Linked DNA regions of Gossypium raimondii: region 2 is linked to region 1. The links are chromatin contacts, called in public Hi-C maps. All regions are on one chromosome and are shown on one strand. Each heading gives the region's core, a stretch centred on a gene start, on an enhancer-like site or on the middle of the called end of the contact. The rest is flanking DNA. Distances are from core to core; before and after follow the strand shown. Region 1 holds the start of LOC105798107. Region 2 holds the start of LOC105798114 (LRR receptor-like serine/threonine-protein kinase RPK2).

Region 1 (6,690 bases), core at 1,767-4,266:
TCCCAGTTTAATTGCATATAAAATCGTAGTTGATGCAAAAAGCATTAATGAAATTAGACCAGTACATTTGTATGTACCCAAATAATCTTCAAGAATTACGACATATTACTTCATGAATTGTTCAAGCACGGCATTACTACGTAGGCACTCAATATCTTCTCATGCTATCTCTTTATCTTAGCTCTTATGTAAAATGGTGTCAGAAAAGCAACTAATCCTGAAACTAAGGAAATTGAATTTCGTTACTCATTGGGTTTTTTCTTCTTTATGGAACAGAAAGCAAAGGCTAAATGGCTCGAAGATTCAATGTTTGCTCTTGCTAGTGATTGACCACCAATCAGCTGGAGCACTTTCTAGGCAGGGACAACAAGATGGCCTTTTTTCCTTTTCTTTTCCTGAGAATTCTAAGCAAAGGTTAAACAGCTCAAAGATTCAGTCTTTACCCTTGCTGGTGATCGAATATCAATCAGCAAGAGCAATTTCTTAGATGGGTACCAAGCAGGCCATTTTTCTTCTTTCTTTTTCTGATAACACAAAAGCAAAGGTTAAACAGCTCGAAGATTCAATCTTTACTCTTGCTGGTGATTGAATACCAATCAGCAATAGCATTTTCTTAGGTAAAGGGACCAAGCAGGCCTTTTCTTTTCTTTTCTGAAAATAAAAATCAAAGGTTAAACAGCTCGAAGATTCAATCTTTACTATTGTTAGTGACAACCATCAATCTTGAATGCTTTTAGCTTGAACATTTTCTTAACTATAGATAACGACAAGGCAATGCTATCGAAGATGACTTAGAAAACAAAAACATAAAGAAGAATTATGCAGATTGCATGGTTTAACAGAAAGTAAAATGAAACAGGCCATAATTACCCAACAAAACAGCAATTTTTGTTTCATATCTCCCATCAGAAAATCAATAAATCTTTCCACATTTTTCCTGCAAAAGTTCAAAATTCCAGCAAGTAAGATGATACATCAATTCTCCATGGCAACAATCTAGCACTAAGAGAAGGCAATAAATTATTTGTTTCCAAAAGAAAAAAAATGAGAAGTACCTGTTTCTTGAAGACCAGATACCAACTTCAAACCTCTCACAACAGAACTTCAAAAAATCATCACAGTAGGGTCTCTTAAAAACTGGCAGAAAAGAAGCAAATTTCCAATTAGTTTTAAAAATATTTAGAATGCAAAAAGCATTAACAAGCATATAAAGTTTTTGAAACCAAGTTCTTACCTGCCCGTCCTGCAACAAGTGCATCTGGAGTGCAATCAATTGAAGGATTATAGACTATATCGGCAAGTAACCCATTCAAATCAAGAACAAGCAGCTTTTTCCTCGATTGACTAACAGGAGGTATAGCAATAGCAAGAGATACATCACTCGTATCATTTGCATCAAATGAATCAATCTTTTCTTCACTATTCCCTTCATCCGATAGAGTTGGACCTGAAACAGTATTCGTTTGATCAGTGTTAGTAAGGCCAACTTCCTCAGGATGCTTATCAATCTGACTTTGATCACTACAGTCCGAGGAATCAAGCTGCTCCATCCTTTTCCTAAACTTGGTTTTCTTTCTAATCGCTGACCTTGTTTCTGAAAAAATCTGGGCTGCATCCTTGCCTGTCTCGAAAGTTCCCACAAATGAAGCTTGCGACTCATTTAATTCTACAAAGCTACCTTGCATTTCAATATTGGCTATTGAGAAAGAATCAGAATTGGTTGAAAACCCATGGTTTTCATGCAATGATCGTTTTCTATCATTTTCCTTAACCAAGTCAGCCTCCATGTTTCCCCCAACCTCCTCAATTCATTCCCTTTTTTGATAGGGCCCTGCAATAAGTATCAAATGACATGATGAAGCAAACTTACTAATATAACATGCAAACTTCATGCTCGGCGCTATTAGTTAACCATTCATGATTCCACATAAAATTTTCTCTTCGTTATTTAGGAACAACCAAACAATTCAATGGATTGGATATCTAGGCAAACAGTCTCCCATACCCAGAGTCTAAAATACAAAAATAGTCTAAATGCTAAAATACATATTCTAACTCAAGTCATCCAGTTAAATTATGAACAATCTACAGAACACATCTATATTTTCCAAGTTTATAAACTCACATGACCTAGCAAAAACATTATAGTCCAACCAGCTTTTTGAACTAAGATTCAAGTATGGAGAGTTGTATTATACCCCTATGTTGCTTGGACTAAGGATAAATTTTTTGTATTCTTCCATAATTTTAAAGGGGCATACACTTCTATAAGTCGGACACAGATAGTTCAAGGATAATGAAGAGTCGAAGGAACATAGTTATACCTTTTAGTTGTTGATTTATCTAACTATACAAACTTAGTATAACTCAACATTGGGTTTCTTACCATAGTTAAACCAACATGAACAAATAAAAGTGCATAAATCTGGTAAAACAAATAGTTTTTGAATTCCACTGCTGTGGTGTATATAAAAAATAATTGTACTCCAATCAGGGTGGAAGCCAGGGTTAAATGGTATAATTGCACTTTTAATCCCTTTCAAAAATTAACAGTTTAATTTAGTCCATTTTAACGAAAACAAATTGCATTTCTATCCTCTCCAAAAAGTCAATCATTTGAACACACACAAAAAAAATCATCTTCTGCCCCCAAGTCCTTTTTAATTTTATCTTTGCCTCAACACAAAATTCCAGGCTTTTCCGTGATTACAATAGCAAATCCGTTCTTAGAACAAAGAATTAAGCTTAAGAAAGAACATGTAACAACACTTCAAATACACAGAGAGAGACCCATAAATCCTAACACAGGGTATGTTAAAAACCAAAAAAGTAGGTATTAAGAAGAAGAAGAAGAAGAAGAAGAAGAAGAAGAAGAACAGACCTCTTAGAGAAATGGGATTCAGTTGTTGATGTCAGAGATTGGGATTTTGTAGAAAAAGATAAACGACTTATTAGTATCCTATAGATCTTACTTTTCTCTTATATCTACCCACCGCCCCCTCTCATTATTACTTTGGGGTTAAGCTACTTGTAAACGACGCCGTTTTATGATCAATACTTTCAGTTCTTTTGGATCTGGTCTGGTTTTTAACTGTCCGTACCAATCCAAATTCCTTAAAAATATAACTAATATCTTTAAAATAATAATGACTTAAAAAAAAAAAAAACTGAGGGTTTTCCACTCGCTCTCTTGCTGCTCTTCTGTCTGCTTTGTCGCCCCCTACCAAAGCGAAGCCAGGGTTTTACAGAGAGCTGCAAAACGACAATGACCACAGTCGTTCCAACCTCCGAAGATGATCCCGCTCTCGCCGTCGTCCGCTTCACGTCCGAACTCGCTTGGGCCGATGCTGGTCCAGAGGTAACCTCAATTTATTTTCCAAAAAGAAATTCTTAAATCAGAAATTTTAAATTTTCATTAATTTTGTTTTGCTCAATTATGGTGGAAGGTTGCGGAGCCGCAAGTGACGAGACTTTGTATGGAAGCGCAAGAGTGTATAGTGATGGGAAGATGGTTGGATTTAGCTTCTTTGATGCTCACTTCTGCTGATTTGGTGTTTTCCAAGGTCTCTGATAAAGGTACAAATTACCCCTTTTCTTTTTATTTATTTGAATAATTTGGGAGATTTATGAATTGAGATGAATATTATTTTCTTAGCTTCATTCGCGTTTCATTGAAGTTTGTGGAATTCTTAATATTATGTCAAGTTGTTGCATTTTCTTAAAGCGTGTTTGGAATTACAAACAAATAATGTTTTCAAAAATCTATAAATTAAAGATTCAACTTTCTGGAAAATAAATGGTTGGTTTTGATTTTCTCCAGTTTTAATCATTTGAGTACATAACAGCTACCAAGTCTGCAACTTCTTTTGACAAAATAGTTGAGATCTTTCAAACTAAGTTTTATTTCTTACTTCTTAGTGCAGTAGATCGAACTTTTGTTTTGAAGTCACTTGTAACTTCTATTTATTTATTTGAGTTGCAATGGCATGGAAATGGATTCAGCTGGTGTTGTTAAGGCATGCGCTTAGGCCTTTTGCCTTAGCGATGTTGTCAAGGGTGCAGGGTGCTCTCTAGGCACTAGGACCCAATGTTGCCTCTAGGTGTAAGGCAAAAAAAAAAAAAAAGACTCCAACTTGAGTGAAGTAAATCGCTATATGTACATGGGTGAAACTTTGTACGTGTCTGTCTATGAATTTATCTATGTATATATGTCATATATATACATATAAATCTCTATATATATATGTAATATATATATATCATATATATGGTCTACTTTATCTACAAAACATGTAAATTTTTTTGTTGGTCAAGATGGTCCATTTCTATGTTGAATACTCAAATAATTGAGGAATATAGAATTGGATTCTATTCCTTTCTTACCAGTGAAGATATATCTAACAAAAATGTGAAAAATAATAGAAGTTAAAGGTAACCTTGGTTGGGTGGGCTTTTCTTTTTTGTGCCTATTGCCTTGCAAAGAGTGCGCCGAGGTGGACCAAGTGCATGCTTAATCAATTATCAAATGGACCTCATGAGAAAGGGTCTGAGGCGCTTTTGTTGTCTAATGCAAAGGCACGAGGCGTACGCCTTACAACACTATACCTTAGTGCCAGACAAGAAAAGCAATGTAGACCACTTTAGGCAAGTTGCATTTGATAATGTACATGCGTGATGTGCCTAGCCTACAGATGAAAATGGGGTGGAACTTATGTTACTTGTGTTCAGGTGTGAGTGATGCATATATGTATCTGACACAATCATGGTTAGATTTTTCTATGTTTTTTCATGCATTTGGAAGATCTTTGGAGGGTATATCCTTGTATCCAACTATTGGACACAAGTGCCGAACATGGGTACTTAGAGAAAAATGAAGGGTTCGAGCAACATAGGATGGGACTATAATTTGCCCCCTTCTTACTTCCATTTCTCCCACTCATTAAGCTCATTTAACTCATCCATTTTAACTCTCTCAAAATGTTGACTTTTCACTTTAAGGATGCATGGTTGACTTTTTTAATTTGAGCCTTCCAATTTTAACTCTCCTATTAACTCCTGTATCGGGATCTTTAGGTTCCTTTTGAACGTGCCAAAGGTCTCAGTCTATTTTACGAGACTCAATTTAAGCAAAACCTTGGGACTTAGATTAGGGATAATCGAGTTTTTGGTGTCTAGTACAAAATTAGTTGTCTAAAAAATGGGCCGGTGGTTTTCATTTATGCTGTGAAATTGGAGCCTCAAGATATAGGTGCCAATGTAAGAGAGCTTGGAAATTTGAACTCATTTCGAGAGGCAACAACAAAAGTTGAAAATGAAAAGAAGGGAAAGAAAAGTGTGAATAAAGAAAACAAAACAAGAAGAAAGAAATGAAATGAGTGAAAGGAAAAAAAAAAAAAGAAGAAATAGGAAGTTCCTAATGGAAAGAAATGGTTCTTGGTTTGCCTTCAAATAGTTATTTGGTCTAGACTATCCTTTCTTTTGTAGCCTTGAACCCTGGGTTACATTTTGTGCCTTTAAATCCATTTTGATCATACATGATTAGCTAAGTTGAAGAATTTGTCGTCAGATTTTATGCCATCTATTAGAACTAAAATTGAATTTTGGGAGAGATTTGAATTCTCAAAATGGTAACACAATAAAAAAAGAAGAATGCAATTCTAGGGTAAAAACCCAAAGTGGGTGGAGTTTAAAGCAACCCTGATTTTTTTATGCCACCCATAGAATTCTTGAGCTTGTGTTGAAAGAGAAACCCAATCTTCGAGGAGTTAAGTAATGTTTAAGATTTTTTTTTTATGCCACTCGTATAATTCTTGAGCTTGTGTTGAAAGAGAAACCCAATCTTGGAGAAATTAAGAAACCTTTAAGATTTCTAAGGTAAAACTTCAGTGTTTTAACTTCCAAGTAATGTAAAAAGGGGTTTTGATTTTTTTTTAAAAAGAGTTTTGTCTTTGAAAATTCCTAATTTTTCTTAATATTTGTGATTGTTTGGATGTTATGGTGTTTTAGATATATTGTTTGACATTGCTATGTAATTGTGAATTGTTTGGATGTGTTTATTTGTGATTTTTGGCAGTGTTGTGATGTTTTGGATACATTACTTGAAGTTGCTATTTGATTATGAGTTGTTTGGATGTGGTTGTGCTTTGGATAATTGTAATCTTGCCTTAGGCGCTGATTTAGATACTTTGGTTTAAAATGAGTCCAAAATATAAAATTTGACTGGATAGATTTCAATAATCTTAATCAAACTGTTTTTTCAATGTTAAAGAGTGATTTTTGGCATATTGAGCTAAGGATTTTTCTTGAAATCAGGCTACATTCTTTTATGTATATATATTAAAATCTAAACTCATTTTAATGAAATGAGTAAAAATTATATGATTTTTAAAATGGATGATCCCTTGGCCAAACTTTGGGGAGGCCAATCTTGAAATCCTTGGCCAAATTTGTTGGGGAGGAAGAACTTGCAGTTTTGCCTTTTTAAAAATCCGAACTCCCATTTCTAAATTTTCATCTAAATATGATTTTAGAATTCAAAATGCAATTTTTTTTAATTAATGGACAGTCCCTTGATAGAGCTTTTAGGGAGGGGAGTTCTAAATTCTCCTCTGTCGAGCTAATGGAAGAGGAGTTTCAAAATTCCCCTCGATTGAGCTAATGGGGAGAGGACATCCAAGTTTTTCTTTTTTA
Region 2 (6,833 bases), core at 415-2,914, 150 kb before region 1:
CATATCCTCTTACATTAGGAACAATGTTCGCACTCGAACCCATATCCTTTTACAGTAGGAACAATGTCCATACTATCAAATTAATACTCAATTCTTAATAAAAAATGTGGTTTTTTAATTAATATTATTTTAAATATTACTTTTATTGTTAATCAGTATTTATACCAAACTTTTTTTTTTAATTTTAAGAGTTATATTTTAATTTATTTTAAAGGTTACAATATGTTTTTAAATTTTCTAATAACCAATTACTTTTTAATTTTTATTTAATTTATATAAATTCTTTTCTTTATTTCATACTTACCTACTTACTTTTGTATATAATAAGACCTTCAACCTTTAAAATTTCCAACCTTCTCATGTTCTGAATATTTAAATTTTTAGGTATTACACTTTTTTAATATATTAGATGAAGTTTTATATATTTTTTAAATTTTATAGTAGTAATTATTATATTGTTTTATAATTATTTTAGAAATGTGAGATCCATTTACATTTTTTAAAGATTTTGTTAATTTAATATTATTTTTTCCTTCACCGTAATTCAAGAGAAGATGAGAAATTATTTTAGGGGAGACAAAACAAGTATGGTCAACTCGGATTAGGTAATGTGATCCATCGCAATACTTCCGCTTAAGTTATGATGAAGGGTTATTATCTTCGAAGACATTGTATGCTATTGGTGCAAACCCCACTTCCGGCGAAGTCAACCACTTGAATATCTAGACTTAGGTCAAGCTTCGAGGCAATTCTGTTAGGTTAGCATTTCTTTTGTGTTGATGTAACATCTAAGCTAATATATAATTGTAACTCATATTTATATGTGTGTGCGCGTCACTTGCGCGCGTGTGTACTTTAATTCTTTTAAAATTGAGACTCATCGTGATTAAGTTAAATTTTAGATTTTAAATGGTGCACCATAATTATATATATTATCTATTTTAAATATTTTAATATCAATCCTACAAGGATGAATTCTTAAGAATTTTTTTGAAATAAATAGGGTTAAAATGGACATTTCTCTTTTGCATTAAAGTTTTATATGTTTATAATTATATTTTAAATTGTTATTTAAATTATAATATATTATTATTCTCATTAAACATGAATTTAAATTCCATTAAAATTACCTTTTTTATTTAAAATGAAAATTTTAATTCATTAAATTTAAATTTTATTCAATATTAAACTTTCTTTTTATCTTAGTTATATTTCTAACTATTCTTTTAAATTATGTTAACAACTAATTGCATGATCCTCACAAAAGATTATTAGTACTTTCATCTAAGCAAAAATAAATAATATTATGAAATTTGAGAAAAATAAAATTATATTTTCTAAAAATACTCTAAAAATATATGTTTATGTTTTAGTACAGGATTCAATTAATTAGTTAAAATAAAACATTTTTATATTTATATATTAAATTAATAAAATAAAATCCTGTATTCTTTGTGTTAAAAATAAATAAAATGATTTGACAGTTTCCACTAAAAGTGCACCGAAAATTTTCTTTAAAATTCCAATAAGTTAGGAGGACTCAATTAAAAATGTAAAATAAGTTTCGGATGTTTACATAAATAACAAAAGTTTTCCATACCTTTTAATAATTTTCCCATTAACTGAAAAATAAAAAAGAAAGTTCTAAAGAAACTTTGGAAGACGAAAGAAGGAAGAAAAGGAAAGTAAACGAGTCCATTCATTGTTGAAATTTTCTCTCTCCCCAAATAGCCCGAAAAATTAGGGTTAGGGTTTTTAAAAAAACCCAAACCAGAAGACGAAGAAGAAAACCCAGATTCACCTCTTCAAATTCTTGTAAAAAGGGAGCCTTTTTTTAAAGTTTTTCATTTAGAAAAAAAAAAAGTTCAACTTGAAAGATGGCTTCGTTTTCAGCTCCAGTTATCAAGTGGCAGCCATTTTTCTTACTCTTCTGTGCGTTGAACTGTGTCGTTTGGAGTGATGATTCTTCAGACAAAGCTGTTCTTCTTGAATTTAAGGAGTCTGTCTCAGATCTTTCGGGGCTTTTATCCACTTGGTCCGAGAATTCCCATCACTGTTCATGGTCTGGTGTTACATGTGACAAAGACTTCAAGGTTCTGTCTCTTAACATAACTGGTTTTGGGAAAGGTCCAAAAGGTAATAATAGTCTCAACAAAACAGCTGTTTCTGCTTCGTTTTCTTGTTCTAACTACAGTTTATACCCATTTTATGGATTTGGTATTAGAAGGAATTGTGGGGTAAGTAATGGGAGTTTGTCTGGTAAATTGTTGCCTTCCATTGGGAAATTGAGTGAACTTAAGATTTTATCACTTCCTTTTCATAGATTTCATGGTGAAATCCCTTCTGAAATTTGGGGGTTGGAAAAGTTGGAAGTACTTGATTTAGAGAACTGTTTGTTATCTGGGAAATTGCCTGTTACAGTTTCCGGGTTAAAGAATTTGAGAGTTCTTAATTTAGGGTTTAATAATATCAGAGGAGAGATACCAAGTTGGCTTTCGAGTTTGGAACGAATGGAGATGTTAAACTTGGCTGGTAATCTTGTGAATGGAACCGTTCCAGCATTTGTCGGAAGGTTTAGAGATGTTTATTTGTCGTTTACGTGGTTAGGGGGGTCATTACCGGCTGATATTGGTGAAGATTGTAGGCTTGAGCATTTGGATTTATCGGGGAACTACTTTGTTGGGGAGATTCCTGCTAGTTTGGGGAAGTGTAGTCATTTGAGGTCGTTGTTGTTATATACAAATATGTTTGAAGAAGGCATTCCACGTGAACTCGGTCAGCTTCAGAATCTTGAAGTGTTGGATGTTTCAAGGAATAGTTTGAGTGGTCCGGTACCTGTTGAGCTCGGGAACTGTTCTGCTTTGACAGTGCTTGTTCTTTCAAGTATGTTTAATCCATATGATAACCTTGCTATGGTTAAAGGGGATGCAAACTATGTAAGTGATGATTTTAATTTTTATCAAGGTGCGATCCCGAGTGAAATTACAAAGCTTTCAAAGCTGAGGGTATTATGGGCTCCAAGAGCAACGTTAGAAGGCAACTTGCCGAAAGATTGGGGTTCTTGTGATAACTTGGAGATGGTGAATTTGGCGCAGAATTTCTTTGCCGGTGAAATTCCGGTCGGTCTTACGCTCTGCAAGAAGCTGCGGTATCTTGACTTGAGTTCGAATAAGCGCCTTACTGGAGAGCTTAAAAAGGAACTTGCAGTTCCTTGTATGAGTGTCTTCGATGTCAGTGAAAATTCCTTGTCAGGTAATATCCCGAGATTCGACAACAGTGGATGTCCCGATGTTCTTACATCGGATTCCTATTCTTTTGAACCCTTCAACCCAACATCAGCATATTTATCATTTTTGGCGAGTAAAGTTCAGGTTGGAACATCTATCAATTTTTTGGACAGAGATGGGGGTCCTGCTGTGTTTCACAAATTTGCTGGTAACAACTTCAGTGGCAGTGTCTTATCAATGCCGGTCTCACCACAAAGATTGGAGAAACATATTTCTTATGCATTTTATGCCGGAGAGAACTTTCTCAGTGGACCATTTCCTGGGAATTTGTTCGAGAACTGCAACGGATTGGATGCACTGTTTGTTAATGTCAGCTACAACAGAATGTCTGGTCCGATTCCGGAGGACATCAGTAAAGTTTGCAAATCTCTCAAATTTCTGGATGTCTCTATGAATCAAATAACTGGGCTGATTCCCCCGAGCATGGCAGACTTAGATTCACTTGTTTCTCTTAATTTGAGTTGGAACCTGTTACAAGGTCAGATTCCGAGCAGTTTTGGGCAGATGAAGGATCTCCGGTTTCTTTCTTTGGCTGGTAACAATCTGACTGGTTCTATTCCTTCCACGTTCGGGCTGTTGCGATCTTTAGAAAAGTTGGAGCTGTTGTCAAATTCACTTTCTGGTGAAATTCCTGAAAGCCTGGTTAACTTGAAAAATCTGACTGTTCTTCTGCTCAATAACAACAAATTGTCCGGGCAAATTCCGTCTGGTTTGGCGAATGTGACTATGCTCTCTTCTTTCAACGTGTCCTTCAATAATTTGTCGGGGCCACTGCCGTCGAGTAATAATTTGATGAAATGCAGCAGCCTTCTCGGAAACCCTCTTCTACAACCGTGCCGTTCATACACCTTAATGCCATCTTCAGATCAAGCTAGAGCAGGTGATTCACAAAATTATGCTGCATCACCACCGGGACCTGCAACTCAAAAGAATAGAAATAGTGGTTTCCGTTCAATCGAGATAGCATCGATAACATCCGCTTCAGCCATTGTTTCCGTTCTTCTGGCTCTTGTTATTTTATTCCTATTTACGAGGAAGTGGAATTCAAGATCCAAAATCAGCACCACCAAAAAAGAAGTGACTATTTTCACAGAAATCCCGGTGCCGTTGACATTTGACATTGTTGTGCAAGCCACAGGGAATTTCAATGCCAGCAACTGTATTGGGAATGGAGGTTTCGGGTCAACTTATAAAGCCGAGATCTCTCCTGGAGTTTTAGTTGCAATAAAGCGGCTTGCTATTGGACGGTTACAAGGCTTTCAACAGTTTGATGCTGAAATTAAAATTCTCGGGAGGTTACGCCACCCGAATCTTGTCACTTTAATCGGGTACCATGCCAGTGAAACTGAGACATTCCTTATATACAATTATTTGCCGGGTGGTAACTTGGAAAAGTTTATTCAAGAGAGGTCGACGAGAGCTGTGGAATGGAGGGTACTTCACAAGATTGCTTTAGACATAGCCCGAGCTCTCGCCTACCTACATGATCAATGTGTACCACGTATTCTCCATCGTGATGTCAAACCAAGCAATATCTTGTTAGACGATGATCACAATGCTTATTTATCGGATTTCGGTTTGGCCAGACTTTTGGGAACTTCAGAAACTCACGCTACCACAGGTGTTGCTGGAACTTTCGGGTATGTTGCTCCGGAATATGCAATGACTTGCCGTGTTTCTGATAAAGCTGATGTTTACAGTTACGGGGTGGTACTCCTCGAGCTGCTCTCTGATAAGAAAGCTTTAGATCCTTCATTTTCTCCTTACGGAAATGGTTTCAACATCGTTCAATGGTCTTGCATGCTCTTACGACAAGGCCAAGCCAAAGAGTTCTTCACTGCAGGTTTATGGGATGCAGGTCCCCAAAACGACTTGGTCGAAGTTCTACACTTGGCAGTTGTGTGTACCGTCGATTCACTCTCGACTAGACCTACAATGAAACAAGTAGTGCGACGGCTAAAGCAACTTGAGCCACCGTCTTTTTAGGACCTGATAAAGCTTCTGTTGATTAACATAGTGGTCATAGGAGGTAAGCCCCCACTCACTGTATGATCGTTGTCGCTGGCTGCCTTTAGGTAGAGTTCTGAACTGTAGTTATTGCCACTTGTAAATTGTAATTACAGTTTTGCCCCCATTTTTCGATGCTATTTCTCGGATATAAGGGGTTCACTGATGACTGCAGATGAATACAGATAAATTTTTTTTTCTTAATCCAAGTTCTAGAGTTGTAAGTTCCATTTGATGTCTAAATAAAAGAATAGAATAGTTTTTTCACTCTATAAAGTACAATGATTAACAATGGCTTTGATTTGTTCCATTCATCAAAAGGATTCTGCAAATGCTACCACTAGATTTTCTTGTTTTGTATCATTGTCTAGTGGTATGATTCTGTTCCCAAAGTGACAATAAAGTAGTGTTCTGTACTTCAACTTGCCTTGTTTATAGGACAATCTTCAACTTGCCTGTTTGGGACAAGATTATGAAATAAATACTATGATAGTTGAACTCACAACTTGGTTTAATTAGTTCAGCAACACATTCCATTAGCTGTTGTCTGACATGGTAGAGTTCTAAAAGACTGATTATGGTGGATTATATTTTTCCATAATACTAAAGCAGTCACTCCTACACTTAAAAGATCCTATTATCCTATTTTGATATATATATATATATATATATATATATATATATATATGCGAGGATCTATTTACACCAGTATAAAACCCTTTTTACATTATCTATGTGAATGGAGTATTAAATATAACGGTTGGATTCGTATATATATATACACATGTATACTATTTCAAACTAAAATAGTTTGAACTCCAATTTGGACCCATTGGTCACGGTGCTCACCTCATCTCTGATTTGTGAGATTAATTTGTAGCATAGTGCGTACAGGGACTAAATTCAAAATTTTTGAAAAATACAGACTTATAATATATTTTAACCAAATAATTTTACATATTTATATAATTTTTATACAATTAATATTTTAACAATCCAAACATTAAATTTATTAATATAGATTTACTTATCATGCAAGTACATTCTCAAATTGGTTTGATCTATACTGTATCAACCTAAAATATATCTTCAAGTAAAACAAATAGTCCATGTTTAATTTCTTCAAAACTTGACATATATAATATATATACATGAAGGAGCATAAAATATAATAAATGATCTGATTGTTAAGATAACAAAATAAATTACACCAGTCGTTATACAACTATTAATAGATTTCTTCTTTGGCCACCCAATAATTAGATTTCCTCAATAGTGGTATTGTTTCCGAGGTGTTTACGCTCAATTTTAGCTCTGAAATTTTGTTTCCCTACTCTGAGGGGAACTCAAAAGGGTTCATTGAGTTTCGACGGAAAAGCCTAAATCCACCAAGGAAATGTTTGATTATTTGACCTTGGTGGGGTTCGAATCCGTACTCTTAAGGGATCTCAGTAAAAGCTAGTCAAGTGATACCCTGAATGAAAAGGTAAGACATTTAAACCTTAGATGATGGTTTGAATCCTCTTAAGCACAATAGCT

Evidence for each region. Hi-C and Micro-C count contacts between places; a contact is called where the count stands out from the background.
Region 2: a Hi-C map of leaf shows a contact between it and region 1, with 3 times the contacts expected there. The contact joins the promoter of LOC105798114 here to the promoter of LOC105798107 in region 1. A contact is called at or near these places in 2 of 2 Hi-C or Micro-C datasets (both in leaf).

The regions. Positions count from the first base shown.
Region 1 is chr9:2,143,322-2,150,011 of ASM2569854v1, reverse strand. LOC105798107 reads right to left here and starts at 3,016. Exons shown (of 7, transcript XM_012628024.2): 1 at 2,882-3,016; 2 at 1,235-1,831; 3 at 1,056-1,137; 4 at 871-937. The coding sequence starts at 1,787. LOC105798106 reads left to right here and starts at 3,121. Exons shown (of 10, transcript XM_012628022.2): 1 at 3,121-3,358; 2 at 3,447-3,576. The coding sequence starts at 3,266.
Region 2 is chr9:2,296,156-2,302,988 of ASM2569854v1, reverse strand. LOC105798114 (LRR receptor-like serine/threonine-protein kinase RPK2) reads left to right here and starts at 1,664. Exons shown (of 1, transcript XM_012628034.2): 1 at 1,664-5,561. The coding sequence starts at 1,878. The coding sequence ends at 5,273.